Regions from separate parts of the Mus musculus genome. Here region 1 is linked to region 2. A link is a contact called in public HiChIP or PLAC-seq data. All regions are on one chromosome and are shown on one strand. Each heading gives the region's core, a stretch centred on a gene start, on an enhancer-like site or on the middle of the called end of the contact. The rest is flanking DNA. Distances are from core to core; before and after follow the strand shown. Region 1 overlaps Ptdss2 (phosphatidylserine synthase 2). Region 2 holds the start of Echs1 (enoyl Coenzyme A hydratase, short chain, 1, mitochondrial).

Evidence for each region. HiChIP or PLAC-seq counts read pairs in DNA pulled down with a chosen protein or histone mark.
Region 1: an H3K27ac HiChIP or PLAC-seq map of embryonic stem cells shows a contact between it and region 2, with 3 times the contacts expected there. The contact joins the enhancer-like site here to the promoter of Echs1 in region 2. A contact is called at or near these places in 1 of 39 promoter capture datasets (cranial neural crest), 2 of 484 Hi-C or Micro-C datasets (B cells and embryonic stem cells) and 4 of 115 datasets of contacts at active chromatin or transcription factors (astrocytes, embryonic stem cells and stem cell-derived neural progenitor cells).

The regions. Positions count from the first base shown.
Region 1 is chr7:141,147,139-141,150,650 of GRCm38.p6, forward strand. It overlaps Ptdss2 (phosphatidylserine synthase 2), which reads left to right. Exons shown (of 12, transcript NM_013782.4): 4 at 1-10. Among named protein-coding and RNA genes, the nearest start is that of Ptdss2, 18 kb to the left of the region's middle. Within about 2 kb of position 1,728, at least 16 of the 459 cell types and tissues checked have an H3K27ac peak or open chromatin away from gene starts, as enhancers often do. A contact at or near this core is called in embryonic stem cells, where this site is marked.
Region 2 is chr7:140,114,546-140,118,061 of GRCm38.p6, forward strand. It overlaps Echs1 (enoyl Coenzyme A hydratase, short chain, 1, mitochondrial), which reads right to left and starts at 1,876. Exons shown (of 8, transcript NM_053119.3): 1 at 1,762-1,876. The coding sequence starts at 1,849. It also overlaps a transcript of Paox not described here.

The sequences.
Region 1 (3,512 bases), core at 478-2,977, 1.0 Mb after region 2:
CCTTTTCCAGGTAAGCAGCTTTTCTTGGTTGATAAAACAAGTATAGATAATAGAGGAGGCTTGAATCCTCAGGCCCCAGGGTGCTGGCAAGAAGCCAGGCTGGACCAGCACGGGTAGACACAAACTGTCTTACCCTCCAGGCTGGCCCATATGGAGGAGTGTCTTAGTGTGGGTACAGGCACAGGCTGCTGCCATCTTTGTATGCAAGCCGGGACAGACACAGGGGAGACAGCTCCTCTGATGACAGACAGGTCAAGTGCAGTAGCTGCCGCTTTAGGAACTTGGGCCTGCCTGGGACCCGGGGGAGCTGGTGGGATTTGCAGCTCACCAGGGGGGTGGGAGGGGAATGGAGTATTGCATTATGTGTTCACTAATGGTCCACTCTGCTTCAGTCACTGAATTCTGAGTTCCATGAGTGAGTGAGTCACTAGGGTTTTTATTGTGCTAAATCCACCACACCGTCTGGGGCAGTTATGCAGGGCTGAGTCCCTGTGCATGTACAAACATCCTAGTAGACCCAGAACAGTTCCGTATCTAGAAAACTCACTCAGATCTCTTTGATAGTCTCTCTGTTCTACTCTCCAGTTACCTGCCATCTGTCAAGACTTGTCTTGGAACACCCCGAGGGTGTTCTTGATAACCCATATCATGTCTTTGAGGTCCACCCAGCTGTATCGTTGGTACAGTGTTTCTTCTTTCCTGAGGGACATTTCAGGACCCAAGAGGCATTTGGTTTCCCATTAGGAGCTGCTGTGAATCAAGCTGCTCTCAACAATCCTGTTAGGGCTTGTGGGATACAAAGTTGCATTTCTCTCCTAGACAGGCCCATTGTGGTCTCACTGGTCTCATCACACAGGCCTTTAATGTTTGAGGAGCTGCCAGATTGCATTCCAGCATGGCTGTGCCATCTTGCATCCCACCAGCGCTGACCTAGAATTCTGCTGCTTTATGCCATCTTTCAGTTCTGTTGTCTGAGTTCTGTTGTCAGAGCTGGATTTGCTGGCGGTGAATGGAATTATATCCTAATGGGTATAAGGTGACATCTCTTGTTTTGTCTTTTTCCTGCCAGAGATTCACTTGAAAACACCATAGCACACCTAAGTGTCTCATCTCCAGGGCTCCTCTGGACTGTATAGGTCACAGACTAAGCTACTAACGGGCTGTCAGCTCTGCAAAGGCTGGTGGGTGTCTGGTAGGCCAGGTGGCCATGGCAATCTTCCACACTTTGTTCTTCTCTTTCTTTTCTTTTTTAAAGATTTATTTTTGTTTTGTTTTGTTTTTTTCCAAGACAGGGTTTCTCTGTGTAGCCCTGGCTGTCCTGTAACTCACTTTGTAGACCAGGCTGGCCTCGAACTCAGAAATCCGCCTGCCTCTGCCTCTGCCTCCCAAGTGCTGGGATCCAAGGCATGCGACACTACACCCGGTGATTTATCTGTTTTATACAAGTACACTGTTGCTGTCTTCACACACCAGAAGAGGGCATCGGATTCCACAACAGATGGTTGTGAGCCACCATGTGGTTGCTGGGAGTTGAACTCAGGATCTCTAGAAGAGCAGTCAGTGCTCTTAACCACTGAGCCACTTTTCCAGCCCCTGTTCTTCTCTCTCATGATTGCCCCGTGTCAGCTGATCTCCTGCATTTCCAAGTGAATGCTAGACTCTCTTTCTGGCTATGTAAGAGAGCTGGTGAGGTTTCGTTTTCTTTGTTTGCAATGCTGGTGGTGGAATTCAGTCCTCCTGCATGCTAGGCAAACGCTCTACTACTGAGCCCCACCCCAACCCTAGCAGGTGAGATGTTAACAGAGGTCGAATTGATCAGTTTAGAACACTGCCACCACAGTGTTAGATCTTGTGGTTCATGGACTTGAGGTATCTTTCTATCCCCTTATAGCCCCTTAATGACTTCCTATTATACTTTATAGTTTTCATAATGTACATTTTGTACTTGCATTGTTAAATTATTCCCAAGTATTTAATTTGCTAATAGGGTGTAGAAATAGTTTTTGTGTTGATGTGTGTCCTGTGGCCTTGCTAACCTTACCAGCTCTAGTGCTTGTGCAGGCTTTGTTGTTGTCTAGCCCCTGCCATCTGCACCAGGATGCTGCCACACTTCCTTACAGTCTGCTGTTTCCCACTCTTGCCTGACTCCCCTAGCTGGGCCTTCCGGAGGCTGATCACAAGCATGGACCTCCTTACCTGGTTCTGGACCTTATCGGAGTATCCAGCCTTTCTGCGAGGTGCAATCTGAGCTCTGACTTTTCTCAGAAGCCTTCACCGAGCGGGAGCTGTTTTGGTTCTGGTGCAGCTGGCTTCTGGTTTTCATTATTCCGTGTTAGACTTTTTGATTTTGTGAGATGCGTTTTCTACATTAAGTAAGATGATTGTGTGAGTTTTTCCTTTATTGATGATGGTATTTGCACCAAATAATTTTTAAAATGTGGTTTATTTGGGATGTTGGTTTGGTCTGGTTTTTTTTTTTTTTTTTTTTAAAGATTTATTTATTTATTATATGTAAGTACACTGTAGCTATCTTCAGACACTCCAGAAGAGGGAGTCAGATCTCGTTACAGATGGCTGTGAGCCACCATGTGGTTGCTGGGATTTGAACTCTGGACCTTACCAGTCGGGTGCTCTTACCCACTGAGCCATCTCACCAGCCTCCTGGTTTTGAAACAGGGTCTTGTTGTATAGCCCAGGCTGGCCCTGAGCTTGCTGTACATATACTTAAGTCCTCCTGCTTCTGCCTCCCCGAGTGTTGCTGTCAGAGGTGTGCATTGCAATGCCTGGCATGATTTTCTTCTTGGAAGCTATGGGCATTCCTGAGAGGAGGTGGTGGTGTCTAACCCTGTCTGGAGTCTGGATCCAGCCTCCTAGGATTCTGCCCAGGATCTTTGCATCCTTATTCATGAGATACTTTCTTAGATTGCCTTCCTTGAACTGTTTTTTTTTTCCTCTGTCTTCGGCATTGGAGTTCATTAGGATTTGTCTGCTGTATTTCTTAGGATTTGGCCGGATTTAAGATATAAGCAGTCTGTCAGTGGGGCTTCTCCCTGGTAAGACTAACCCTGACCGTGGAGAGGCTGCTAGGCTTCCCTCATACAGGCCTTTAACTGCCTGTGTCTGTCTGCTCTCTTGAAGGAAGTTTCTATGTGCTATCCATGTCCGGGTAGGAGCCAGGACTTGGGGTTCACTATCTCAGGGTTGTGTATCTATGTATTATGGAGTTCCTCTTGAGGAAAACCTGTCTCTATCCAACCATGTGTTAAGTGTCTAATAATTTGTTCTTATCAGCATGACTCAAAGTTATTTGTTCAGGTTGTATACTCAAATACTGCTTTTATGTTTTTGCTGAAGTTCTTTAGACCCTAGCACTCTCCTTTAGTTTCTGTCTTGTTTGACACATCCCCTTCTTTAAGGGTTCTTGGTTTTTTATGTGTTTGACTCAGACTATAGATGTTCCAGTTGTGTGTACCTCCTGCTTTGAGCCCTGGAGTCAGCCTTTTCCCTAGGGC
Region 2 (3,516 bases), core at 626-3,125:
AGAGCAGACAGCAGGCGGGAGCCAGCCAGAGCCCGGGCCTGCTGGAGCAGTATGCCTGGTGGGACAGAGACTGATCCAATGCACCATTTGTTCTAGGAGATCTGGAGGGCCAACCAGCTCAGACTTGGGGAGTGCAGCCCACAGACTTAAGGTGAGGGAGGTAAACCTGAGAGTGAAGGTCTGTGTTCTGGGTGATTTGTTCCGTTGTAACTTAAGTGTGAGGTACGTTACTGAACAGTAGGCTGTCTACCATTCCGGGAAGCAGGACATGACAGCCAATCCAGGTTGGGATTCAGGAGGAACCCTTGCCCCAGAACGTGGTTAAGAATTCACAGTGGACCCAGAAACTTAGGATACCCAAGATATAAGATACAATTTGCTAAACGCATGAAACTCAAGAAGAACGAAGACCAAAGTGTGGACACTTTGCCCCTTCTTAGAATTGGGAACAAAACACCCATGGAAGGAGTTACAGAGACAAAGTTTGGAGCTGAGACAAAAGGATGGACCATCTAGAGACTGCTATATCCGGGGATCCATCCCATAATCAGCTTCCAAACGCTGACCCCATTGCATACACTAGCATGATTTTGCTGAAAGGACCCAGATATGGCTGTCTCTTGTGAGACTATGCCGGGGCCTAGCGAACACAGAAGTGGATGCTCACAGTCAGCTATTGGATGGATCACAGGGCCCCCAATGGAGGAGCTAGAGAAAATACCCAAGGAGCTAAAGGTGCAACCCTATAGGTAGAACAACATTATGAGCTAACCAGTACCCCGGAGCTCTTGACTCTAGCCGCATATGTATCAAAAGATGGCCTAGTCGGCCATCAACAGAAAGAGGCCCATTGGACTTGCAAACTTTATATGCCCCAGTACAGGGGAACGCCAGGGCCAAAAAGTGGGAGTGGGTGGGTAGGGGAGTGGTGGGGAGGGTATGGGGAACTTTTGGGATAGCATTGGAAATGTAAATGAGGAAAATACTAAATAAAAAATATTAAAAAAAAATTCACAGTGGAGTACTAGAAGTCTGTAGAGGAGTTGAGCCAAGGAGTGGGAAGGGAGGAACTATTCAGCTGGCTAGGAAGGAAAGTGGGTGTGTCGGTATGGGCTACGCTGATTGGGTGGCTTGAAGGACACGATCAGGAGAGACTGTGGAAACAGCAGAGACTAGACAGGAGGCACTATGGACAAACCTTTCCCAATACCCAGGCTGTCTTACTTAACCTACTTTCACATTCTCTTAAAGCTACCTAAACACATGGGATTTCACAACCAACATGCATGTTCCCAGCTGACACTCATAAAAGTTCGAGCGTTGAGAAGCTATTACACCCAGAGCCCTCCCACTAGACATGGCTTCGAGGTGCTAGGATCTGGCTGGGCTTGTAAGGTGAGACTAAGGTCAGACTGAGGAGCGGGGAACGGGGTAAGGAATTGGGAAGGGGTCAGTCGAGCGCTGGAGTTGGAGGCTCAGAAGGAAGATCACCAAGCTAGAGTCAGTGGTCACTTGCAGGAAATCTGGGTTTAGTGTGGGGATGCGTACTCGAATCCAGGGTCCAGGTACTTCAGAGTCAAGTGTTGGGAGTGCATGCTTGTGGAAGTAGGGGGTCAGACAAAAGATCTAGAGTTAGGAGAGAAGGGCCAGGATCAAGTGAGGATGCGTGCAGGCCGGGGTTTAGGGACCACCCAGAGGTTATGGGTGGAGAAACCACCCAACGTGGGTGGGGTGACGCACCCCGCCGGTGTCCGCACTCACCCGAGGCGAAGCGCCGTAGTTCTGGGCAGCGGACTGAGGACAACAGTGAGCTACAGGCTCTGGGCAGCAGAGCACGCAGGGCCGCCATGGCGGAGAGACGATGTGTTCCGCCCACAGAATCGCCCCGCCTGCAGAATCGCTCCGCCCCAGATCCCAGGCGGGATGAAGACGGAAGCTTAAGGGGTGGACCCGTGACCTGAGCGGGCTGGTACAGAGGGCGGGGTGGGGCAGCGTGGGGTGCTGGGCTGCGGTTCTTGGAGTAGTCTGTTAATTGCATCACTTTGGTGGTGTGCCCTTGGCGGGTGCCCGGTTTACGAAGCCAGACTGGGAGACATGGCTGTGCCCTTTCCCCTGTGATGGCCGTATGCTTTCGTTCTTGACCAGGGGAAAAACTACGGGAAGACGCGATCACAGATACAGTAATAAAGCATAAAGCGGTAAAGTGCAAGACGGTTTTGTTTAGCTTTGTGTGAGGGTCTTACTTCATAGCCCTGGTTGGCTGGAACCCTCCTTATGGGCCAGGCTGTTTCTCAATCTCACAGAGATCCATTTGCCTCTGCCTTCCAAATGCTTGGATTAAAGGCATGAGCCATTATACCCTGCTCCAGAGGTATTCTTTACATGACAACTGACTAGCTTCATAACACCAGGTTAGAAATAGCTGTGATTTTACAAGATGAGAAGATTTCACATAAATTTAAAAGAAAGCCAATGTTTTGTTCACGTAAATTATCTTGAATTATAACTTAAAAATATTTAGCAAGTATTATCAGGCCTTCATTTGTATTCTTGCCCTGGTCCTGCAAACCCTAGGATAGAGATAAAGGACAGAATCTCCAGACAAAAGCAAGCTTGATACTGTTATGCCGGGAAGTTTGTGAACCCCAAAAGTCCACCAAGGAGCCTTTTCGATGTAATAGTATTAGGGTCTCTATTACAGGCTCAGGCTTGGGCCCTCTCCTCCAACTCAACCCTGACACAGCAGGACAGGAAGGGAAGGCAGAGAAGCCTTGAACTCTCATCTGGACAGGGCTTTACAAGAAATGGAAGGTAAGAGAGGGGGTGTCCATCTTGGAAAGTATCTAACTGAAGGTCTATTGTAAGCCGACTGTATTCAGTCACAAAGGGTCTGAAAGTGCATCTGAAACAATCAGGCTAGTCTTTGTTTTACTGTTGTTAGGAAGTAGCTACAGAGTAACGCTGGCCAAGGACAAGCCATGGGGTCTTTCCTGGTACGTGGGTACAACCTGGGTTCTTCTGTAGGTCAAGTTCTCAGGCTTTTTTTTTTTTTTTCTTTTAGATAGAGGCTGGTCCCAAGATGGAGTAGGTTTGGATTCTCAATACTTTAAAGAAAACAATCCAAACCAGAATAGAACAGTCAGCAAACTTTATTTCAAGACTAAGATAGAATATAAACAGAAACAGACCACCACCAAACCTTTGCTCCAGGTCTCTGTGTTAGCATAGGCTAAGCAACCATGACAGTAGTTCCAAAATGAAATGTCTCAAACACAATTTATTTAACAACCCAGGACTGGTGTTGAGGTTAGGTGCCTAATATTCTCTTGAGTTTAGGGACAAAGGAATAAACACCTAAAGAGTGAGAATATTGTATTTGTCAGGGTTCTCTAAAGGAATAGAACTGATATAATTCTCTCTCTCTCTCTCTCTCTCTCACACACACACACACACACACACACACACACACACGTTTTCTGGGATGCTTTAAAAACTGCAAATACTGGGCTGGAAAGA